Regions from separate parts of the Gossypium hirsutum genome. Here all the other regions are linked to region 1. A link is a contact called in public Hi-C data. All regions are on one chromosome and are shown on one strand. Each heading gives the region's core, a stretch centred on a gene start, on an enhancer-like site or on the middle of the called end of the contact. The rest is flanking DNA. Distances are from core to core; before and after follow the strand shown. Region 1 holds the start of LOC107933520 (abscisic acid receptor PYL9). Region 2 holds the start of LOC107933531 (rhodanese-like domain-containing protein 4, chloroplastic). Region 3 overlaps LOC107933530 (a long non-coding RNA gene).

Evidence for each region. Hi-C and Micro-C count contacts between places; a contact is called where the count stands out from the background.
Region 2: a Hi-C map of leaf shows a contact between it and region 1, with 2.8 times the contacts expected there. The contact joins the promoter of LOC107933531 here to the promoter of LOC107933520 in region 1. A contact is called at or near these places in 15 of 34 Hi-C or Micro-C datasets (callus, fibers, hypocotyl and 3 more).
Region 3: a Hi-C map of leaf shows a contact between it and region 1, with 3 times the contacts expected there. The contact joins the enhancer-like site here to the promoter of LOC107933520 in region 1. A contact is called at or near these places in 15 of 34 Hi-C or Micro-C datasets (anther, callus, fibers and 4 more).

Annotation. Positions count from the first base shown.
Region 1 is chrA08:102,075,214-102,079,101 of Gossypium_hirsutum_v2.1, reverse strand. It overlaps LOC107933520 (abscisic acid receptor PYL9), which reads right to left and starts at 2,033. Exons shown (of 4, transcript XM_016865752.2): 1 at 1,881-2,033; 2 at 1,594-1,780; 3 at 969-1,184; 4 at 440-894. The coding sequence starts at 1,719. The coding sequence ends at 676.
Region 2 is chrA08:102,225,195-102,229,534 of Gossypium_hirsutum_v2.1, reverse strand. It overlaps LOC107933531 (rhodanese-like domain-containing protein 4, chloroplastic), which reads right to left and starts at 2,104. Exons shown (of 9, transcript XM_016865766.2): 1 at 1,152-2,104; 2 at 574-676; 3 at 398-478; 4 at 170-244; 5 at 1-70. The coding sequence starts at 1,807.
Region 3 is chrA08:102,328,220-102,332,572 of Gossypium_hirsutum_v2.1, reverse strand. It overlaps LOC107933530 (a long non-coding RNA gene), which reads right to left. Exons shown (of 5, transcript XR_001693648.2): 5 at 2,111-2,322. Among protein-coding and RNA genes, the nearest start is that of LOC107933530, 5.6 kb to the right of the region's middle. Within about 2 kb of position 2,637, at least 8 of the 9 cell types and tissues checked have an H3K27ac peak or open chromatin away from gene starts, as enhancers often do. A contact at or near this core is called in fibers, hypocotyl and leaf, where this site is marked.

The sequences.
Region 1 (3,888 bases), core at 784-3,283:
ATTATGTTCTACCAACTTTCTATGACGTGCTCTCACTCTTGCAACTTCCATTCTCACGTGTTTGAAGTTGATTTGTTGCAGAAAATGCAAAAGACTTTCCAGTTTCCACCAAGGTAGGTCTTTTACTTTAAACAAAGATCATCACAAGATGTTTTTGATCAGTTAACGTGCAGTGCAACATTATGACTCAGAAAAAGCTAATCTTGGTGCATTTCCATGGTGTACCGACATTTTTCTGCACTCAAATTAATAGGCTGAGAACTCTACTCAACAAATATCTACTTTTTAAGTTTCCAAAAATGAAAACTAGCAGCAATACCAAAAATGATCCCAACAAGAGACCACTTAAAATAGACACCATCATAAAACATAACTGTACTTCAAATGGTTTCTCCAAATTCATCCTGCTGGGCCTGGCTGCTGCTTCAAATATGGGAAATGGAATTAAAATTCTCCCATCTCTTCTTAATATTAAATATTTACAAATAAGACCGTAGTTTTGGAGGCTTGTAATGAATTCGGATATCTCATAGATAAACTACTTACACAAGCATTTAAACTAAGAACCAAAAGGTGTTAAAAGAGTGTTCCATAACAAAGTGAAAGATGATCATATATCACAAACTCCAAAGATTGTCTTTTTCTTTTTGGTCATCACAATTCCACCTTTTTCAGTTAGTATCGGTTGATAGGCTGTGTCTGATCCATCACAGCCATCCTCTCTGAAACATCGGCTAACGATTTCAGGTTACATCGGATCAAAGCTTCCACGAAGTAACAAGTTTCGTCCGTGGTGTTCCCTTCCGGCACATCCACGACGAACGATTCGATCACCATTGTACCTGGCCTTCCTTCAATTACCTCGGGATGCACCGTCATGATCGAAGAATAATTCTGCAGTCAACAAAATGAGTACCGTGACACAGAAAACAAGTGTTAAGGAAGAAAGAAATGTTAGTATTTTGTACCCTGAGACGGTGGTCGCCGCCGACGATTTTGATGCCTAAAATGTGTTCTTCGTCATCGAGAAGTTCCAACCGTTCGGTGCTGGTGGTGGCCGGAAGTCCGGACTTGACGTTGACCTCTCTAACACTGCCGATCCCGAGGTCCCCTTTCATTATACACCTGCTGACGAAGGGCTTGTACTTTTGAGGCTGGTCAAATCGCCTTACCAATGACCATACCTATCCATGGTTAAAGAAAACAGAAACAGAACAACAAACCCATCGTTAAAATCAGACTTTTACGAACCAACGAGTTAACAGAAATTCATAATCTTGGCTAAAATAGTCTGGGTTCTTTTTTTTTTCTTTTTTATCCGTGAAAAAAATAGAATAAGGCAGAGATAATACATCATACTCGTAGGTTTACTTTTCTTTTTTCTTTTTTTTGGGGGGGGGGTTAAATTTCGACCAAGAACACAGATTTGATTTGATTTTGGGTAACAAACCAAAGAGAATAGATTTGGGTTTCAGCAGATCCATAGGAGAGTAGAAAGAAAAACGTGTCAACGGCCTAAACGGCGGCGAGAAAAACGAACAAAATGGGGAAAAGGGGGGAAATTATAGAGGAGTCTCAAACTGAGGAACTTACGAGATGAACAGGGGCTTTGATGTGTTTAACAAGAGCAGAGGTGCACTGGTCGTCTCTGATGTTGTGCCTGTGATGTCTCTGTATGTACTGGGATTCCATCATACTGTGAGCATCATCACCGTTCATTTCTTCTACCTTTTGTCCCAAACTGATATATAAGGATAAAAACGAGTTGTGTTGTTTGCCTCTGTAAACAAATCAGAAGGTGAAAAATTAGAGGAGAGTAGCAAGAGAGAAGAAAAGCAAGAGATTTGGTGAGGATGTTAACAAAGGGAAGGGGGCCTTACTCTTTAGCCTTTTGCTTTTGGTTTAGGTTTTAGGCATTTGGTTGGGACCAGGCTCAGCCTCTTACTTTCCGTAATTAAATTAAGGTTTTTCTCTTTTCCTTCACTTGTCTATACCCTGTTACCTCTCCATTTTTGTAAAATAGCAAATATTTTGAGATACTTTTCTTATTTTATATTTAAATACATGTTAAAAATCATAAAAATAGAAATAAAAAACATAAAAAGATTTATATCAATTTTAGTAAATTTATTATATAATTAATTCACGTGAATGTTCCTTAATCTAGCATCATACACAAACATTTAATATCTTTTAACGTGACAGCTATTTTCTATTTTCGTACTTGGATAGTTTCATTGATTGACATATCAAAATCTTTTAAATTAAATTAACGTGAACTCCATTTTGAGAAATAAATAAATAAATAATTCTTATTATAAAAAAATATTTCACAACCATTAAAAAATTAAAGTAATTAATTAATATTTAAATATTTAAATATTTTACTATTATAATATTAGGGTAATTTATTAAAAAAACCTCATTTCCAAAAGTATTTACGGAAATAGGCCAATTTTTTTATTATTTACCGAAAAGGTCTGAATTTCCCGAAAGCGCGTCCACGTCAGCGCGAAGTCAGGGGATGTGTCAGCAAAACGCGTCCTTGGGGGAGCATTTTGCCTCTTTTTTTAAGGTTAGATTTTTTGTGCTTGATTTGGGGTTTTAGGGTTTAAGGTTAGGGTTTTAAGGTTAATTAAATAAGGGGTTTATGGTTAATTAATTAAATTAACTATTAATTTTAAAAAATCAATTAAATTAGGGTTTAGGGTTTTAGGATTAATTAATTAAATTGGAGTTTAAGGTTTTAAGGTTTAGGATTTTATTGTGTTTATGGATGCACTATCAGTAAAATTACTAAAAAAAGCTTCCACGTGGACATTCTTTTGCTACAGTAGTATCTGAAAAAATAATTTTGATAAGATGTTTCTGAACAAATAGTATCCAAAACGCTTCAAGCAGGATGCACTGTTAGCAAAATTATTGAAAAAAACTCCCACGTGGACGCTCTTTTGCTATAGCAGTATATGGAAAAATAATTTTGAGAAGACGTTTCTGAACAAATGGTGTCCAAAATGCTTCAAGCATGATGCACTGTCAGCAAAATTACTGAAAAAAGCTCACATGTGGACGCTCTTTTGCTACAGTAGTTCCTATATGGCCTTAGACTATAAATAAGTCAAATTTCATTCTTAGGTTGTATAAGTTACAGCAAGAGAAATTGAGGCTAAAGTAGAATAGAAACTGAAGATGAGTGAACGTATTAGTGTTGTTATTTACTATGATGTGAGGTCCGTGACACGAAGAACGGCGTTGTTTTTTTATCGGAGAGCATAACACGACTGGTTTTTAACCAGGACATAGATTTGACAGAACTTCGTAAAAGAATTAGGCGTAAAATCTTCGGAACGACGCCAATGAAAGTTTTGTCTATTAAGTATCGATTTTGTGCTTCGGTTGATCCCGTGAGATATGACTCATTCGACATCAAAGGTCCTCGTAGCTTGGAGGCAATAGTGCAAACTCATATTGCTAGTGAATCACCCTATCTTGAGTTATATGTACAATTTTCATCACCAAATGATGCATTTGAGACTTCAACATCTACTGCTGTTCGAAAGGAATACACGACCCATGCCTGACACTCTGTAATGGGTGGCAAAACACGAAAGCGCCCGTGTTTGGTAGTAGTATGGAATACACAACCCCTGCATGACACTCTGTTGGTGGATGGGACATGCACCTTGGTGGGTCGATGTTTGATACTGGAAATACGTACTGGGAATGACATCAACTTTTAGTGGTTGGCAATCCACATCTGATTGGGGATGTTATGAAACGTCCACAAGAAGGGATGATGTACTCCCTACGACATCCACCAGCTAGGGGACCTCTTTCGTTGCAAATGCTGGTAGGTCAGATGATGAGTCCGATATGGATCCACCTTAA
Region 2 (4,340 bases), core at 855-3,354, 150 kb before region 1:
CATACAGGAATTTCTTGCTTACAAGCTGCACAATAGCAGCTGAGCCTAAAAGTTGAAGGATCGTTTCTATCTGCAGAAGATATGGCAAACCCACAATTTGAGTTGTTTCGAGGTGTGTGTATATATATATAATCAGAGGTACTGTACTAAAAGGACTCAAAAACCTAACCTCTGAAAAAGCCAAAAGGCCTAACCCTGCAGCTGCAGCAATCCCTACAGTAACAGAAAGGCCATCTGATCCCCCCTGCAGATTATCACAACCATTTATCATATAGAAGAAAACTAATAAGAAAGGCTGAAGAACTTTCCAACAAAATCAATTCAAGATCTAGAAAAGTCTCTCTATGACATCAAAATCTTAGAAGTGAATAAGCAATTAGGAGATGAAGATAGGTACTCCGAAGGCCTCGGCGAATGCTTCTGTCAAATTGCTAAGGTCAAGACCTTTCTTTGGTTGTATCCAGGGAAGACCACTGTTCTGCAGAATTGAAACCAGTCTCAAAAGATGCAATTGCTAAATTTAGAAAAAATGGAGAAAGAAACAAAAAAAAATTGATTTAGAACAGCACATACCACCCATCCCCGTGGTCCTTCAGCACCATCTTTGACTGCATAAGCAGCTTTGAATCCATTTGCAGTGACCAACTCCGCAACCAGTTCAGAATTCCCATCAAATCTGGCTTTCAACACAAATTTAAAGCAATATTAGAAGATGAATCAAATGAAAGTTCTAGTTTCATCTTCCCTACAAACAAAATGCATATAGTTACAAATAAAATATTTGTCAGCCAATGCTTACATATGTTTAAAGACACATTTTAACAGTTAAGAACGTATGGCCTATCAATTTAGAAACCTTCAACCCTTGGAACAAAATGCAGTTAATTTATGGGTTAGGAACTCAGGATCAATTAAGAAAGAGGTAATGGCCATATTCTATTGTGTAGCTTAAGGCCAATGAGCCTCCATATAGGCATATTCAGTTCTACATTCTTCCTCCACAACCAACACACAAACCATTTAATCTCAGATACAGTGATACAATCATCAATAAGAGTGGATCCTTAACTAGAAACGAAGGTTTCATAGACAATGCTGGGAATTCATATATGAACAAATATATACGAGGCATAGGGTTTTCAGAAGCTTACTTGTCCATAATGAATAAGGTTGTATTTTCAGGTTCCTTGAATTTCAAAGACAGTTTTGTCAAGAACACTGGTTTATCTTCACCATTGTAGGCAATTGACACCGGTTTCTTCCCAAATCCCTTAATGTCAGGGCTACCAACATCTCTAGACTCCTTGAGAGGCCTTATGTCCAGCAACTGAGCAGTGGCATCGTCACCTAGCTTGGCGTAAGCACTCCTTGCAGATTCAACTCCCCATGGCTTTGGATTCTTTAACAGCTGAGACAAAATCAAAGGAACTGCTAAAGCAACGGTGCCACCAGCTACAACCGTGGGATTCTCAGTTGCAAAACTGACGACGGTATCAAGGATCCCATTTGGGTCAAAATTAACAGACGAGGAGGATCCCGTCGTCTGCTGTAGGGCTTCCTCGTATGACAAGGCTTTAGCGAAACCATTGGGGAGAAGTGATGACAGAAGCAGTAAACCACCATGCAAGGTTCTTGACAAACACTGGTGCAAAGCTGGTTGGGTCTTAATAAAAGCTGGGGAGTTGGGTAGTTTGAGTGGTGAAGCAATGGGGAGCAATGGTGCTTTTCTGGCCTCGGTTCTTGTCTCAGAAAGAACCGAGAGAGGTGTCAAACTTGGAGTTGCTGCATTGAGGGTCCTCATTTGCATAATTTTTATGCAAAGAGATGGGTGTCAAATGTATGATGGAAAGGCTTGAACCATCAACAATGGAGGATTTTTGTTGGAATTGATTGGATGACAACAAGGCTCAGAGACCCTTAGCTTTGGAAGGTGCACTTTGAATGATGAAATGGTGGTGAGGTGGAATGAGTTCTGAGATCTCTGCCACTCATTGCATGACACGTTGGAAGTGAGATGAGAGGCTTTTTGATCATGTCTTTAGGACTGTTCCTCATCTCAACTCATTTGTGTGGCTAATAATTGTCTGCACAAATTCAATAGTGCATCTAAACTATAGTACCTTCCTTTTAATACAGCAAAAACGTTACACTTAATTATCTTTTAATTTACCATTTAATTTGGTATTTTAGTTTGAATTTTTTTTATTGTAATATACGATTTTTATATTTGACAAAAATTATATATATTTAGGTACATGAAAGTATCAATATTAATTTTTTAATTTTTAATTCAAGTTTTGGAATTGATTTTATAAAAATTATTAGCTAATAATATTAGCAATTAACTTTCATCATATCAATCCTAAACCTGAATTAATTCACATTAATTAGATTATATTTGACAAATTAAATGGAAAATTAAATAAATTCACAATTAACACTACATTTATTCTATTAACAAAATCATAAAAAATTCAAACATAATACTATTAGCAATTAACTTTCATTAAATGAATCCTAAAATCCAAATAAAAAAGTTAGCATTGTAACCTTTGGGTATAAAAAAAATATAACTTTTGTCAAATATAGATATCAAATTAGACCAAAAAACAACCCAGGTACCACATTAAAAAAATATATCAAATTCAAGTACCAAATGATATATTAAACCTTAGAAAAAGAGATAAAGTCATGATTTTGATAATTTTCCTCTACTTATTAAACCTTAGAAAAAGAGATAAAGTCATGATTTTGATAATTTTCCTCTACTTAGTCTTTGAATTATTTTCGTTAATCTTCAAACTTAACAACTTTTTCAGTTTTATTCATTTGACACATTTGATATTGTATCATCATATTATCGCTTAAAAATTATAATTTTATAAAATATTTAAATGATGATGTGATGCAATATTAGAGTGTCGTATCATTACATAAATCAAAATTAAAAAAAAACATTGTCAGTTAAAGCTAAATTTTTTTTTTCAGATGCTAAATCTTACCTAAGTTAAAAGTGCTAACCAAAGTTTAGGGTGTGAAACATGACACTCAACTTGGACCAAGTCTATCAAATTTTGCTCATGAATTAAGATGGGGATCTTGCGCTACCATCATGTGAGCTTGCGCCAAGCCTGGGCTTTCTTCCTCCGATCAAGCTTCTGCATCAACAATGTTATATATATAGTATTTTAATTTATCGTTTAGGGTTTTTCAATATATTTTTCTTCTATATAAGATTATACCATATTTTAGTATATCATTTCGATTTTATTTGTAAAACACGACAATACTGGTCTCTTTGATTTCATTTGCTTTTTTGCAAGAATGCATACTCCTATACTTTAAATTGATAGCCCTCCAGAACCATTTAACATTATTTATAGCGTGTCCCGCAATCATATTGCTTTTGTAAGGAAATATAACCTAACTATACATATTATACCTTCATATTGGAGGGAATCATTTCAGATAATAAAAACAAGCGAGGAAGAGGATTTGATTGGTGTTGTTTTCCGCCCAAGATAGCGGCAGTAAATGGGGGACCACGATGATTCACAGCGGCAATGGATGAAAGGAAGAAAAAGGTTAAAGGGGTAAAAGAGAGGTTCTTTTTTGTGGCATTATTGGCCGTAGTGGACCATCGACGGCGGCTGAAAGAGCAGCGGTCTCTAAGGTTTCTTGGGAAGGGAAAAAAGAGAGAGGCTAAATTAGGCAAAAATGTCAATTTTAAAAATTAATTAAGTGATTAGGCCAATTTGTAACATATTTACCAGAATAGGCCAATCTTGGAGAAAGGGGGAAATACGTCCAACTGGACGCTTTTTCACCCAACGGTAACCTCCCCCAACGGTCCAATTGCCAATGACCATAAAAAACGACTAGTTTTTATTTCTATATAAACCCAAATATTTTCCTCATGTTTTCATTCAAATCCATTTCTGTCAATTCTCTTAATTCTCTCAAATCTTTCAAGAATTTAATTCTAAAATTTTAATTAAAATTCTCTTAAGTTCTTGATTTAATTCTGTTTTTTATTCATTTTAATTTAGTTTTGGAATGACAAATACTATTATTCGTTTCGATGAAAACCACATTTTCGCGATTCAACTGTAAATGGTAAGAAAATATTTTTAATTTTTATAATTTTATTTAAGTTCATTATTAAGTTGTTAAAAAGATTAAATTTTATTTATTTTTTGTATTTTTTATAATCACGCCGAAGATTTTATTTTGGAGACGTATATGCAAAATCTATCTACAAGATTGTCGCATATGATTGAACCCTATTTGAAAGTTGTGGGATTCTTGCACATGTCTCGTATGTGAGATTTTGACAAGTT
Region 3 (4,353 bases), core at 1,388-3,887, 250 kb before region 1:
CATTTTATTGGTCGCATGAAGCATGTTCAATTAAAATTCCAAAATTATTATCATTTTCTTATATTTATAAATTAGTTTTGTACCTATATATATACATATATAGTACACTTATAGAGTCTAAAAACTCCACTATGTACCAAATATTTTTTCCACTATATAGGTAATGGTTCAAAATCTTAATACATATATATGATTTAGTTAAGCTTAGAAATAAAGGTTTAAATAGTTTTTAGTTTTAAAAATAAAATATAAATTAATTTTAGAAATAAAATATTAAATATTTTTTATTTTTTAATTTTTAATTTTAGAAATAATATATATCTACTACTTTTTAATTTCAGAAATAAAATTTTAAATACTTTTTTCATTTTTAACTTTAGAAATAAATTTCTAAATAATTTTAGATATAATATATATCTAACACTTTTGAGAAGGCATATGACCATAGATAGCGGCTACACGAGATGTAAATGTTGGGTTGAATATAGTATCCATGTGGTGAGGAATTGTTACTTTCTAAGGGTTGTTTGGTTAACGTTAGTGCCAGTTCAGAGCTGGGTACATTTTTTCTCTATACTTTTAGAGGATTGGTTGCAGTGGAACTTAAAATATGTTAATTTTTGTATCAACGTTGGGATCATTTGGCCTTCTTTATTTCCCATTGTTTGTTGGCTACTATGGAAGAATCAAAATATGTTTGTTTTTTCGAATGCCCGTAGTTGTGTTCAAGAAATAGTGGATTAGGCACAAGTTAGACATGAAGTGTTTTATCAATGCATTCTGCATCTTCTTATTCTCACCCCCGGGTAATAGGTTCACATTGGTCGCCTCTTGAAGAGGATTATGTTAAACTTAATACTGACGGTGTTGTGTTCTCTTTAAGGGCTTGTGTCTCTGTTGGAAGTGTTATTAAAGATGCTGATGGCTTGTGGCAATGTGGTTTTTCAATGTCGATTGGAAAATGTACAACATTTCAGGTTGAAGCAAGGGCGCGATTCTTTGTGGGCTTCACTTAGCATGGAACAAATGATATCGGAAGTAGGAATTGAAATGTGATAACGCTTTGTTGATTGAAATTATTCTTGCCGGTTGTGCTGCGGATAGTAGGCTGAAGGAACTCTAACTGATACATCACATACTTATTCGATATTGGGAGGTTCGTGTTAGACATATTCCTCAGGCGTAGAATACAGTGGTAGATCTTTCGACTAAAATTAAAGATCCAGAGTTCATTATGGGTTAGTATTTGCTCCTTTTAAGAGAATTCCATATAGAACTACCCATAACTCTTCCTCAACCTATAAATAAGAAGATAATGTGCTTCAGCGCACTCGAACCATTATCCCCTACATTGATAACAATGCTCATGCCAATCGAACAAAGGCTCAATCGATAATTTTTAATAATTTTTAGAAATAAAGTTTTAAGTCTTCTTATTTTTAAATTTTAGAAATAATATGTATCTAATACATTTTAATTTTAGAAATAAAGTTTTGAATAATTTATTTTAGTACAAAATAAAATTCCAAATAATGTAAAAGCATAAATTTAACTTATTGAAAAATAAAAAAATAGTCTGCTAATTTTTTTTTGGTAATATGTATAGTATTTTTTATAAAAATGAAATATTCAAAATTTAATAAATAAGATAAGTGAAATTACATAAAATTTTAAAAAAAACTTTGAAATAAAAATAATTTTAAATTTATTAAAATTTATTTTATATTCAGCATAATTTAATACAATACAATAAATAAGATATATGAACTTACATTTTTTTTTTTGGTGTAATATGAACTTACAATTTAAATATAGAAGAACTAACCATTTAATAAGTAATAAGTATGATTCTGAAATAAATATTAAGATAATTAACATATACAAATTTATTAAGATAATTATTATTTAACTTTATTTTAATTAAATATTATTTATCTTTATTATAAACATTATATTCTGTTTTATTTTTAAAAATTTTAACTTTCAACTATATTTTTTAAGGATAAATTAAAATATGCTATTTTAAATTGAAAATTTTATGAAACTTTTAACTTTAAAAAAAGTTTTAAAATTAACAATTTTTTCACCAAAAAATTAACAAATCAATAAATGAAAAGGTAAATTTTAAATCTTATAAACTCGAACTATTTAATTAAAGTAAACAAGATCTGCTACCCTAGCACGAAACAGTCTGCCTTCTTTGGCACGTCTTCTTTAGGTTTTATTGTTTCTTGTTCTTATTGAGAGTGTGGTTGGCGGCGGCGCACTTCAGATCTTTCGTGGTTCTTACACAGAAACGGTTTTCAGAACTGGGATCTTTGCCTGAAATCAATGGAGACTGAATTAGCGGGTTTAACACTAAATGAGGAAGAAGATGCAGTACTACAAATCCAAATTGAGCCCAATTCTGAACAAGAAGCGAAGGTTTTCAAGTTAGTGGGTTGCTTTTTAACAGCCAGTCTTATTCATTTTTCTGTTATGAAAAGTTCTATGGCAAACCTTTGGCATCCTGTCCAGGTGTCCATATTCGAGATCTAGGAGAAAAACGATTTTTGTTCCAGTTTTATCATGTTATGGATATGTATAGGGTTTTGAAAGGGTCCCTATGGACCTTTAATAATCATTTGCTAGTATTACACAAGTTACAATAAGGGGAGGATCCATTAAAAAGAGCCCCTATTCATGACACCTTTTTGGGCTCAGATCCATGATGTCCCTATTGGTCTTTTTTCTAAAAATTTGTCAGTACAATTAGACAACTTTGTAGGGAAGTTCTTAGAATACAATGGTTTGAATCTGGGGAAAGAAAACAGAAACTATATGCGAGTAAGAGTTCAGATAAATGTCTGGTGCCCGTTAAAGAGAAAGAAGCAGATTATATATTGCGGGAATTGCACTTATGTGAAGTTCAAGTATGAAAGATTATCCCCTTTTTTGCTTTTACTGTGGCCGATTAGGCCATAATGATTTTTTTTGCGAAACAAAAATGGTGCTTGGTGTGGAAATTGCTAATATGGGCTGGGATCTATCGCTACGAGCTCAATCTCGACGGTCTTTAGCGATGAATAGTGTATAGTTGAGGGATAAATGTGACGAGACATTAAATGGTGGCCGAGAGTATAATCTTATGAATGGAAATAATTCGTGAGCTATTGATAATAAAAAAGCAGGGTATAGACAACTCTTTGATCCAATTTTGGGATTCAATCTGGAAGGCAGAAAGGCTTTATGGAATTACGTGAGGGAAAAAGTATTAGAAGATTCAGCCCTAAACAATATGGAGCATGACCTGAAAGATGGTGTTCTAATCAAAAAGAAGGGAAAAAAAGAGCTAGAGGGGAGATAGAGGGCTCATTAGTAATGGGCAATAATAATACTTTGACAGTAAGAAATAAGAGATTGTTGGAAACTACTCAATTTTCATCGGCGGCTGCCAAGAGGCAAGCCGACCGAGCGCAATGAAAATCTTGAGCTGGAATGTCCGTGGGTTGGGGAGTCCACGAACTATCCGAAGACTTCGACATGTGCTGAAGACACAAAATCCCCAAATGGTCCTCTTTAAGGAGACAAAGATTTGTAAAATTCAGATGGAAAGAATTCGATATACTTGTGGTTATGCAAACGGGATTGAAGTTGAACTGGACGGTACTAGAGGAAGACTGTGTCTGGCGTGCCATAATGAAATCTGTCACGCTTCAAAATTTTTCTAAAAGACATTGATGTGGTGGTTGATGATAATGAAGTATGAAATAAATAGAGATTCACTGGTTTCTACGGGTCACTATATGCACAAGAGAGAGAGTTCTTGGTCTACATTGAGGAACATACACACTAATAAAGGGATCCCTTGGTTTGTCTGCGGGGACTTTGATGAAATCATGTATGGATTTAAAAAAAATAGAGGTCTACCTCGAGATAAAAGGAGAATGGAATCATTTCGTAATGTCCTAGCAGATTGTCATTTAATGGATATGGGGTTTTCTGGAAAATGGTTCACATTGGAGAAGGGAATTCTACCTGAAACAAATATTTAAGAGAGGCTTGATAGAGGGGTTGCAAATGATGAATGGATGGCAATGTTTTTGGAGGTAATTATTCTACATCTCACTCATTTTTTTTCGATCACTATCCCCTCTTAATCAACATGCGAAAGAATGAAAACTGGCTGACTATGAAAGAATTTAAATTCGAAGCTTGGTGGATACTTGAGGAGTCATTTGATACTGAGGTTAAAAGCATTTGGGGGATATCATCAAGTGATCAGTTGTAGAAATTAGATTTTTTAAAACTTGGCTTGAGGAATTGGACAGATCAGATCCAAACTGATAGAAGAAGATGAAAGAAATTTCTTAC